3 separate regions of the Mus musculus genome follow, and regions 2 and 3 are each linked to region 1. The links are chromatin contacts, called in public Hi-C maps. All regions are on one chromosome and are shown on one strand. The core of a region is the stretch at or near the end of the contact, and the rest is flanking DNA. Distances in the headings are between cores, read along the strand shown. Region 1 holds the start of Msc (musculin). Region 2 has its middle 40 kb from the start of Gm9947. Region 3 has its middle 60 kb from the start of Gm9947.

Region 1 (3,807 bases), core at 29-2,528:
TGTTCTGCTGTAAAGACTAGAATTTGCTAGGCAGCTTCTGCATCCGCGTATCTGCTTGACCCACTCTCATCTGGAACCTGTGAGAGGAGAAGTACAAGAAGACAACAGAGTGGAACAGAAAAGAAACTCAGCTTCCTTCTGCTCAGCCAAGGCAGTCAAACCCCAACCCTTTAAGGGCACCAATTCCTCCGTCTGGAGCACAGCGGGAGTCCCGGCTGACACCTGTCTGTTTGTTAACAAAGCCCCTCAGCTTGAGCACACTTGGCCTGCCTTCCACCTTGTTTTGTCTGCTCTGGGGTTGGGGAAGGCAAGGTGTTTTGTTGTGACTTGAAATGCAGCACAATTCTAGGGGCTGCTTGGTAGTCCTTTGGGTTTTGGTTGTTATTGGTCTTTCTTTGCTTTGCTTTTCCCCTTTCCTTTCTCTTTAATTTTGGCAAGGCAACTGTGCTGACATACTATTCTGCATCCAAGAACTTGCTCTCAAAGCGTTGGGTCTGAGTCCAAACCTTAATCACGCGGAGGAAATCTTACAACAGTGGAAAATAACATCTCTTGATGTGTAGGTTAGGAGGCTTGTGGCTACTGAAATGCTACAAACACACAGATTCCTGATCCCACTTATTTGCTCTCCCAGTGATTTTGCAAGATGGACATCATAACATGTAAGTTTCAGAAATTGCTTGAAGATGAAACAAGACAAAGTAGAAAAAAAGCGCTGCCATGTGAACTATAAAAGCGGGGGCGGAGGGGGGATGGGGGTCAAGAGATGGGTCATTGGAGCTGCTCCTTAGTTTTTGCTCTTTCTCTGTACTCGTTCTATGAAGCCTTGGATAAGCAAACACACATCTTGAGTAATGAACTTGAATGACAGGTCCCCAGGAACACACTGGGAGACAAGCCGCACTGGGCATGCTCAGATTCTTCAGTTCCCACTAAGACCAGCTGCAGGTGAAAATGGAATGAGTAGGAACAAGGTCTTTTCTTTTTGTTCCCAAATCTCACTTACCTCGCACAGATACTCTGAGGGTCAGTCGTGGGCGTAGAGGCCTAAGTCTTTGCTTTGCGCGCAAACATTCCTTGCCCCCGCCCCGCTAACCGCAGGGTTCAGGGGGGAAAAAACGATCCCCACCCCTTCCACGCCCCTGCCCCACCTCTTGTCCCCCTTTCAAGCCCCCTCTACTTTGCCGAGGGGGAGGGGGGTGGCTTTTCCCTAAGAGTACAGATAAATAGTCCTGTCAAAAGGCTCAGCTCGCGGCTGTACTTTTGGATCCGGAGTCAAGTTCAGCAGAGCCCTGGGCTACAGGGTCAGCAGCAGATCGCGCCCACTCCAGGCGCCCAGCTCACAGGGGAGCCTCAGTGCGGAGGCAAGCCCTGGTCTCTGGTCCTCCCCTGGGCTCTCCCACACCCCATCCTCTGTCAGAGAGAAGAAGCCAGAGAAAGCGAGACTGGCCGGGGAGGAGAAAGGCGCGCGCGCGTGGGCGCCGGGGAATAGGCGATGTCCACCGGCTCGGTGAGTGACCCCGAAGACTCGGAGATGAGGGGGCTGCAGAGGGTCTACCCGGCCCCGGCCTCCAAGAGGCCGCCCCTGCTCCGCATGGAGCGCGGTTACGGCTCGCCCAGCGACATTTCTTCTGCGGAAGAGGAGGACGGTGAAGAGGAGCCCGGCTCCCTGGGAGCCGCGGGAGGATGCAAGAGGAAGCGGCTCCGTGGGGCTGACGCTGGCGGCGCAGGTGGCCGCGCAGGCGGTGCGGGGAAGAAGCCGCTCCCGCCTAAGGGCTCGGCCGCAGAGTGCAAGCAGTCGCAGCGGAATGCGGCCAACGCCCGCGAACGCGCCCGGATGCGCGTGCTGAGCAAAGCCTTCTCCAGACTGAAGACCAGCCTGCCCTGGGTGCCGCCCGACACCAAGCTTTCCAAACTGGACACGCTGCGCCTGGCTTCCAGCTACATCGCGCACCTGCGCCAGCTGCTGCAGGAGGACCGCTACGAGGACAGCTATGTGCACCCTGTGAACCTGGTAGGGATGCTGCGCTCGAGGCCGGGGGACAGCAGCCCAGAGCGCTACCCGGGCCCAGGGCTGGCTCGGCCCCAGACGAAGAGCCAAGAGGGGAGGTTTCTGGAACCAGTGGTAAGGAATCTGGTTCAGTGACCTCCGAATCAAGGCAAGAGGAGCCAGCCATTTGCTGGGAGAAAATCATCCAGCCATCTGAAAATGTCCTGGTCCTTTGCCTGGCGACTGCTATCTGTTAACACCCTACTTCTGGGATAAAGTGTGGCTTCCCACTTGGGAGTATTTCTAAGTTTTTAGGCCAAGTTGGAAAAACAAAACAAACCAACCAACCAAACAAACAAAAACTCAGTTGCCCAACTTTTTCCAGACAACAACCTAGCAGGGTTGAATCGCCAGTGCTGCTTTCTTTAAAGGGGGAAGGGGGAGATTGGGAGAACCTAACTTTTTTAAATAAACGTTTGAGTGGTTTAAACAAAAGAAAACACTAATGCAACATAGTTTTCCTGGACGCGACTGTCCGGAAAGTCCCTGTCTAACCTGCCAGCTCCATGAGCTTGGGAAAGATCTCATCCAAACCTATTTAAAAAGGAATGCAGCGTGTGTGTGTGTGTGTGTGTGTGTGTGTGTGTGTGTGTGTGTGTGAGGGAGGGGGACATTAAATCACAGAATTCTAAACTCTCGCCCTTTTCACAGAAAAATCATGTGGGCAACCCATGAGGAAAGCATGAAGGTACGCTGTCGCTCTCAAATAATCAGTAACCAGTAGGATTAAAAATCTAATCAAAGGACAAGACACACACATTTCCAGAACGCTAATAAAAGCGAGGGACCGCCGGGATTCCCTTGGGAAAGTGGTTTCATTTTGTGATCGTTTCTCCTCCGTAACTGATGCTCATTTCAATTTTTTCAGACGTGGCCATTCGTGGTCTCTGGACGCCCAGACTCTGACAGCAAAGACGTTTCTGCAGCCAACAGGCTTTGTGGAACTTCCGCTTAGAGGGACAGGGCAGTTAGATGGATTGTGGTAAACGCAAAGGACTGGGCCAAGGAAGTCCCACTGGATTCTGGACCTTCTCCTTTCCCTGGGCCTGTGAACAAGACAGGAGACAAGTGTGGTTTGCCCTCCTGGAGCGCAGGTGGCCATGGGTGCCCCAAATCAGTGCAAACTTCTGTAACCAAAGAAAGCCCAGTTTCAGGGGAAGAATACGTGGACCAGGTAAAAACCTAGGGCTTTAGCTCTGATCACAACCCCCTGCCTGCTATCTGAGTCCAGTGCAGAAACGGGTTGGTTTTGAAGCTAATCTTGATTGCCTTGTGGTTGATGGCAAGGTCCTGCACAGCCAGGTCCTTCTGTGACCGTGGATGAGAGCTGTTTCCCAGCACTAGAAAGAAGGCCGGCATTAGAGCTCTTCGGGGGCCTGTCACTAAGGGCAGTGTTGCTACAGACAGTGGCATACTCTTCCTGGGCAGGACATGTTGAGGTGGAGACATTAACTCCAGGTGCTGGTTTTGCTCGAAATCTCTGCAGACTGGGGTTCATTTCCTGAGTTCCCTCCTCTGTTTAATCAGTGTTGGGTCTCCATTCAGTGAGTGCAGCTTGTTTATGGGGTCTCAGCTCCTTCCCACCCACACTGTCCCCTATTTGGGGACATGTGCTTCACCCCTCTAATTGTCTCACCCTGCCACAGCATAGCCTTCTGTGGGGTTCCTGGTCTTTCAGGGATGTACTATTCTTCCTGGTCCAAGGACTGTGTGTGGTGGGTGGCTGGGGCTAGGGCTGGTCTCTATTATACTGGTTT
Region 2 (3,893 bases), core at 1,183-3,682, 40 kb before region 1:
TGGTTTGTTTTGGTTTGTTTTGGTTTTGGTTTTGGTTTTGGTTTTGGTTTTGGTTTTGGTTTTGGTTTTGGTTTTGGTTTTGGTTTTTTTTTTTTTTTTTTTTTTTTGAGACAGGGTTTCTCTGTGTCGCCCTGGCTGTCCTGGAAATCACTCTGTAGACCAGGTTGGCTTCGAACTCAGAAATCCACCTGCCTCTGCCTCCCAAGTGCTGGGATTAAAGGCTTACTTACCAGTGGCTTCTTTCCTTCCTTCCTTCCTTCCTTCCTTCCTTCCTTCCTTCCTTCCTTCCTTCCTTCCCTCCCTCCCTCCTTCCCTCCTTTCTCTCTTTCTTTCTTTCTTTCTTTCTTTCTTTCTTTCTTTCTTTCTTTCTTTCTTTCTCTCTCTCTTTCTCTCTTTCTTTCCTTCTCTTTCTTTCTCTTTCTCTCTCTCTCTCTTCTTTCTTTCTTTCTTTCTTTCTTTCTTTCTTTCTTTCTTTCTTTCTTTCTTCCATCAGATTTACAATCCAAGGTTAAAACAGAGAGCCATAAAGCAAACAGTTGAACAGAAATAAGGCAAACAGTGAGTCTAAGAGCACACCATTGCTTTCGATCTTTCTCATTAACACCATGCCAACTTGAAGGTAGGATTTGCATGTGGCATTTTATACCTTGAAGTTTAGGTTATTTGCTGTGTATGAAATGCTGTGAGTTGACCAGTAGAATTTACATTTGCAACGAGATCTGCCCCCGAAAGATGGAGGCTCGACCCTTATTTAACTTTCCATGTTTGGAAAAGGAACTGAAGTAAAAAAGCTTAAATCCTTCTTCCTCAATTTTGTAACCTGAGTCAATCTTCAGGAAAGCTCTCCTCTTTCCCCACTCAAAGAAAATCTTTATGTTTCTATCTGGCCTAGAGCTATCTAATGACCAAAGAAAATCCCAGGATCTTTTTTTTTCCTGGAAAAGCTCCTTGTTTTAATGGAATAGGGGGTCTACCAGGGAAAGCAGAGGGGATTTAATTTGCAGCCCTAGAGCATATGGTTCCTGGAGTCCACATGCATGTGTGCACCTGATAGGGTGCACATAGTTAGTAGAAGGCCAAAATGTGATTTTAAATTCAGCAAACAGAATACCCTGAAAGCCTTCGTCTTATAATTCGTGGTGTAATTTTCCATTTCACAGGTTACTCCTATGTCTCAGGTTATTCTGGGTGGGGGAAAGATGTTGCAGAGAGTATTTGACTATGTTCTTTTTATTTTGGGGTCATGCAATTTCACAAGGATTTATCAGATGACTCTCAACTTGAAAACAATAGAACTTGCCAAGTTTGTGTTTTTCACTATCAGTTTTCTAAAGTGTTGTACTCTGTGGTCAGCCAAACACTCTGCTTATTTTCAGTTACTCAGCAAATGCTATGAATCTGTAAAACACAAACTCTGATGTGGAATGTCCAAAATAGTCTCTTGTTGCTCAAATAACATTGCAACTTCTGTGGTCCCTGTCACACACGGGCAGGACCTTCAAAGGTTTTTCAGTGACTGATGATTCTCTCCTATTCTTATTAGAATTCATTCATATAAATAAGCAATGATGCAAGAATGGATGCCAACATTTTAATAAGTACCACTATTTGAGATAGTAATGAAATCCCATAGCCCTTATTTTTAATGAGTCAACATGTAAATACATAAACTTTGCCTTCTGAGAATGTCCCAAGACATTAGAACTCTCGTGTTCTGAACTGGTAGCCTCTACATTTTACTAGTTTTGTTTCTTAATCTGCACACCCAAGATATGGCTCATTTGACATTAATTTCTCCTTTCAGCTCATGGTTCCCTAAACACATTTTTAACCAGTTGCATTAAGCTACCTAGAAATTTCTAAAGTGCAATAAATTGAACAGCTCTACTATAAAACATAACACTTTTAAAAAGCATCATCTCATAGTAAGAGAAATGCAAGGAGGCCAGCCACAGATGTGTCAACCAGAAATGTAAGGAATTTATTGATCTGATAGAATACCTGAGTCCTGAGATGAGGGGACATGACTCTCAAGAGTCTAGAGTACTTGGCCATGAAGGTCATAGAAGTTTGCTGACTGAGCAGACTCAGGGACACCACATTTACATATATATTCATTAATGTCCTTGGAACTCAGTCCCATTACTCATAAGCAAATTAATCAATGTGATACCTAAGATCCAATCAAACATCACAAAAAATGAGCCTTAGGACTCAGCATCTTGATCCAAACTTTAATAGTGAATGCTTGGAATATAGTTAATACAGACTCTGGCTACAGTCCAGGAAGTCTTTCCTAAAGCCCTTATGTTCCAGCCTAGCTCTTGGACTATTGAGTGTTTAAGCAAAACCAATTGTTCCCAGTAGTTAATGCCCCTGCTGTTCTTGAGTCCTTCCAAAACATTGCAGAAGGAGGATGACCCAGTTCTTTAGTTCCGCCCAGTAGTGTGGGAACAGGAGTCTCTTCACGTCTTCATGTTTCCCAACACTTAAAATATATAAATAAATAAAAGAGGAATGTGTTTAGTCCAACACTCTAAATATTCCTGGAAGATAAGCAGAAAATGAATTGAAACTGAACAGCTGCAATGCCTTCTGAGTCCTTACATTTCTAGTAATTAAGCACTAAAGGGAACTTAGCATGTGGAAGCCTTCCACATGGTCACAGAGGTCACAAAACAACTGCAGGCACACATACAAAAAATAAGAGTGATGCAAGTTTATAGAACACATGTTTTTTTTGGAACAGTTGTTAGCAGAAGGGTACTCTACTTGGCTTTTGGATTGAAGGCAGTTTTTATCTCACTTTCCTTGAACTCTGTCCATGATTTTGAACATGCACCAAAACACGGGTGGCAAAATGTTAGTGTCCTTGTCAGCTATGTCTGTCCGTATGTAGTCATGGTTTGTAGCCAAGAAATCCTTAAAGATATCTTTTGCTAAACTCATTTGTTTGTTTGTTTATACAAGTGCCTGGCTTAACTCTAGCCCTGGGTCAGAATATATGCACCGAAGGACCACAGTGTCCGATACTTCAGGGACATGGGAGTCTGCTTCTGTATAGGACTTTATTAATGACTTAAGATACTCTAATGATCAGCCCTTTACCTCTGCGCGCGCACACACACACACACACACACACACACACACGCATGCATGCATGAATGCGTACAGATACACACACACATACACCTTTTAAGAAGAATTTCAGGAGTTTGTAATATATCTATATTCAGGTGTCAAAACAAATCATACTCTTTCTCCTCACTTATTGTCTCCTAGAAACTATCTGGAATGATTTCTAAAGCAAACCACAAATAATTTCCTCCAGAAAGTGCGGTATGATAGATATGACATAGTTGTATGGATAAAAAAAAGGCATCAAGAAATAAAGTTCTTTGAGATGAGCAAACAGGACGCATGCACACCTTCCAGGAATGTTCTACATGGGTGAAGTCTGGTAAGAAATCAGAGCCAAGCTATGCAGAGTAATGACAACTGTGTGACTCTGCCGCCAAGTTTATAATAACAGCAATTAGAATGTTGGGCTACCAGCACCAACCACCTGTGATGGAAATTGCCATACCCTGGTGTAGAGGATAGGGGGAGATTTCTGGCTCAGCCCTCAACGTTATCCTGGTAAAATCACCAACTGCTATATTCTTCTCCATAGAGAAGTTTTAAAACTAAAGCCTTGATAGAGGTGGAGAGGAAGGAGATAGCTCAGCCAGCAAAGTGCTTGTGTGGGGAGCATGAGGACCTATCTGGAGCCTCAGCACCTATGTAAGGGTCAACAAACAAACAGAACTTGGTGTAGTGACACATGCTTGTAACTAGAGTAACAAAAGTCTCAAAAATTAGGGCAAATACCCAGAATAGTCCTTTTTTCTTCA
Region 3 (3,949 bases), core at 619-3,118, 60 kb before region 1:
GAAGTTAAAGAATGTTTAGTCCCTCTTAGATAGTAATGAGTCAATGATAACAGAGATGCTACAAACTATAAACTGTCTATATATTAGTAACTGCATGAGATTGCTTTGCTTTAAGAAAATGAAAGATAAGATAAGATTAAAGGTGGCACCCAGGAGGCAGAAGCAGGTGGATTTCTGAGTTTGAGGCCAGCCTGGTCTACAAAGTGAGTTCCAGGACAGCCAGGGCTATACAGAGAAACCCTGTCTCGAACCCCCCCCCCCAATAAAAAAGAACCTAAAGAAAATGAAGGAAGGAAGGAAGCAAAATAGTTAAAAATCACTACTCTGGGAAAGCCTCATCACTCTTTTAAAACATTTCCGTTTGTTACTTTTAATTATGTATATGTGTATGTGTATTTATAGGCATGTGCACATGAATACAGGTGCTCATAAAGGCCAGCGATGTTGGGAGTTACAGGTGATGGTAAGCCACTTATTACAGTGCTAGGAATCCAGTTCAAGTTTGCTGGGAGAGAAGTATATGTTCTCAATTGCTGAGCTCCTGCTCCAGTTTCTCAATTCTTTCTTATTTTTTACTGTATGTAATTATAATGCATTTGTATTGGTTCTTTAATTTTGAGATTATAAGTGCATCATTCCCCCCCCCTTCATCCTCCATATACCACCTCCTCACTCTCTCAAATGTTTGGCAGTCCCTTTATTGTAATTGTTCATGTTTTTGCACATGAGTGCTTCCACTATTGTGGACAAACAGACACATGTATATTAAGAGACAGTGAATGGTGGTGGTAAATTCAGAGCTCTCATGAAAAAAAATTGTCTCTCTAATTTTTCCATGGTTTTATGCACTTCAGTTTTTGCCCCACAAAATCTATCTCTGTTTCTGTCTTCAGAGCCAAAGAACATATGGCCTCATTTTAGGTAATTTCTCTCATAAAATGTGTTTTAGCAAATTAAATATTCTCCTTGTTTCTAAATGAGCACAGCAAAGCACGGTGCTGGGACTGCCTAAGGCAGTGGAGTCTTAGAGTATGGAGCTAAGACTTCTAAGCTACAAGAATGAGAACCCTACATCTAGCTTAATACCTTCTGTTGTCTGCTCGTGAAGAAATAGTTTTCTGCCTTGTCAGGACCAAGGAATTCTTTTCAGTGTTCATTTCTTCCCACTGGAACCAATTTTAAAAAAAAAATTAACCAAGAACAAATGATAAAAATGAAGTCACAACTAATTTCCCCATTTTAATTTATACATTATCTCAAAATAGAGCAGCTGGTAACTGAAATAATGCTAAAGCTGATCCAATCCCACACAACTTGCTTTTTAAAAGAGTCTTTTTATCAAAGAGAATAGTGGTGTTTAACAGAGTCATTCTGGGGGCCTCTGGGGCTCTGGGAAATCACTGGTCACTAACCAGCCCTGGGAAGACACTAGGTTTCTTCTGAGAAAGCATTACCTTGTTTCCTCCTAGATCAGTCTAAATCCCTCGGCTTGGGTATAACCCCATTTCCTCTCCATCCTCAGGAGAAAGGGGAACAGCTGTGTGTTATCTTTTAACTCTTCCCCTGTGATCCTGGAGGCTGGGGCTGGCTCTAGTGTCAGTGCCCCACACTGAGAGTCAGGTCTGATGCTTTCCTAACAAAACTAGGGATTTTTATCCTGACTCCTTTTTTCCCCGGCACATTTTCCAGGTTTGCTTCATTAACTTTTTATTTTATTTCTTATGATGCAAGCAGAGATTTGGATGCAGGCAATCAGAACACGAAGAGCTTCAGTCTTGTGAAGTCTCTCACAGGATCTCTTGGATTCCCCCAGGCTGCCCCAGGCTGGCAGAGACGAAAATCTGATACCATGAGAGCTGAGACTAATATCTGTCGCTGCTTTTCCAGTTGCATTTAGTACTTCTGGAAATTCTTCCTCAGGTCACAGTCATATTCCCAGCTGGGATCAAAATCCACCATACAAAGGCTTCATATTTCTATCTAATTCATTACGCTGAAGGCTTGTGGAGCATCTGGACTCGGGATTAATGGATTCATGGGGAATCCATTTGGAACCATGAAAAGGATATTTTCTGTTGATCAATCAAATATTGTCCTATTCTGAAGACACATTTCAAGGTCTCCTCAAGTCTGCTTTTAATGTCTCATTAACACATAACAAACATATAAGCCCAAACTGCTGAAGCTAGCCTGGTCCACAGAGTAAGTTCCAGGGCCACACACAGAGAAACCTTATCTTGAAAAAGCAAAATAATAAATAAATAAATAAATAAATAAATAAATAAATAAACAAGCAAGCAAGCAAGCTAGCTAGCTATCTGAACTGACTGCCAAACCTAAGGAAATCATACAGAAAATTGCATAAATAAATTTAACTCATTTTTTCTATACTACAAGTAAACCCCAATCTATGTTTGCAAGAAAAAACAAATTGTTCTTCTATTGTGTTCTTTGTATCTCCAACTTCAAAGCATCAAGCACCAGTTACCTGGCGTTCCTAGGTTCAAGAATGAAGAAAAAATCCATTCAAATTGCAAAGTAGTAAGGAAAGTTTATTCATAAACAAAGGAACAGAACACATCAGCTTAAACTTCAGGAGAGAGGTCGAGTACAAGAGGGAAGATGGGGCCTTAATTATTATTTGGACTTTTTCTGGGGTTCAAGAAAAGAAGCTTCGTTACTAGGACATAATTTGGGGGTTCTCTATTTTAGTTAACAGCCTTAGTTTATGAAGGCTTTTCTTTGCTCTGCACATGTCACCCTGCATAGTGCATGTAATTTTAATCATACAAATGTACACACACACACATATGTATGTATATATATTTATCCAATTGTGCATGGACATAGGAGATTGTTCTTAAAAGCTCACCTGTGGCACAGTTTTAACCAATCTAGGTTTGATTTATCCATTCGTTCCTACAGTTCTTGGGTTGTGTTTCAGGATGTGTTTGAATAGAAGCACAGGGAGTTATTATCAGTGCATGCCTCAAGAGTATAACTTATTTCCATCCTTTAAACCAGGTGTAGAAGCATCCACGCAGGTGTGTCCTAAGTGGCTAGCAAGTTGCTAGGTGCATTGTTTAGAGAGGATTGTGTACATAACCCGCTGCAAGGGGAGTCATGTTGCTAAACTACTCCGTACGCTTGCTTGCCTCAGCTGCAACGGTATTTCTGATAAACATCTATAAATCTATTATATCGCTACATAATGGAACCAAGTTCTCAACCATTAATTGTTTCACTTGGCAAAGCAAAAAAAAAAAAAAAAAAAAAAAAAAAAAAAAACTACCCATGGAAGGAGTTACAGAAACAAAGTTTGGAGCTGAGATGAAAGGATGGACCATCTAGAGACTGCCATATCCAGGGATCCATCCCATAATCAGCCTCCAAATGCTGACACCAATGCATACACTAGCAAGATTTTGCTGAAAGGACCCAGATATAGCTGTCTCTTGTGAGACTATGCCAGGGCCTAGCAAACACAGAAGTGGATGCTCACAGTCAGCTATTGGATGGATCACAGGGCCCCCAATGGAGGAGCCAGAGAAAGTACCCAAGGAGCTAAAGGGATCTGCAATTCTATAGGTGGAACAACAGTATGAACTAACCAGTACCCCCCCCCAGAGCTCATGTCTCTAGCTGCATATGTATCAGAAGATGGCCTAGTTGGCCATCATTGGAAAGAGAGGCCCATTGGTCTTGCAAACTTTATATGCCTCAGTACAGGGGAATGCCAGGGCCAAGAAGTGGGAGTGGGTGGGTAGAGGAGTAGGGGGGAGGGTATGGGGGACTTTTGGGATAGCATTGGAAATGTAAATGAAGAAAATACCTAATAAAAAAAATACTAACACGAAAATAAAAGAACACCAAGATAATATCAGTTCAGGTTGCCTGAATGCCAAATTTTCAAGAAAAGATGTTTATATGTCAGGGCAGGTAATAAAAA

The links. A called contact is a pair of places that touch in the nucleus more often than the background predicts.
Region 2: a Hi-C map of muscle stem cells shows a contact between it and region 1, with 2.3 times the contacts expected there. The contact joins the enhancer-like site here to the promoter of Msc in region 1. A contact is called at or near these places in 5 of 484 Hi-C or Micro-C datasets (the C2C12 cell line, adipose-derived mesenchymal stem cells, granulosa cells and 2 more), 3 of 115 datasets of contacts at active chromatin or transcription factors (embryonic stem cells, fibro-adipogenic progenitors and heart atrium) and 3 of 9 other capture datasets (adipose tissue, liver and pancreatic islet).
Region 3: a contact with region 1 is called in a Hi-C map of muscle stem cells, with 2.3 times the contacts expected there. The contact joins the enhancer-like site here to the promoter of Msc in region 1. A contact is called at or near these places in 2 of 484 Hi-C or Micro-C datasets (granulosa cells and muscle stem cells), 1 of 115 datasets of contacts at active chromatin or transcription factors (embryonic stem cells) and 2 of 9 other capture datasets (adipose tissue and pancreatic islet).

What each region holds. Positions count from the first base shown.
Region 1 is chr1:14,753,437-14,757,243 of GRCm38.p6, reverse strand. It overlaps Msc (musculin), which reads left to right and starts at 1,278. Exons shown (of 2, transcript NM_010827.2): 1 at 1,278-2,014; 2 at 2,919-3,807. The coding sequence starts at 1,496. The coding sequence ends at 3,005. It overlaps Gm9947 (a long non-coding RNA gene), which reads right to left and starts at 1,257. Exons shown (of 4, transcript XR_003947744.1): 1 at 1,007-1,257.
Region 2 is chr1:14,794,115-14,798,007 of GRCm38.p6, reverse strand. No RefSeq gene overlaps it. Among named protein-coding and RNA genes, the nearest start is that of Gm9947, 40 kb to the right of the region's middle. Within about 2 kb of position 2,432, at least 8 of the 459 cell types and tissues checked have an H3K27ac peak or open chromatin away from gene starts, as enhancers often do. A contact at or near this core is called in muscle stem cells, where this site is marked.
Region 3 is chr1:14,813,825-14,817,773 of GRCm38.p6, reverse strand. No RefSeq gene overlaps it. Among named protein-coding and RNA genes, the nearest start is that of Gm9947, 60 kb to the right of the region's middle. Within about 2 kb of position 1,868, at least 4 of the 459 cell types and tissues checked have an H3K27ac peak or open chromatin away from gene starts, as enhancers often do. A contact at or near this core is called in muscle stem cells, where this site is marked.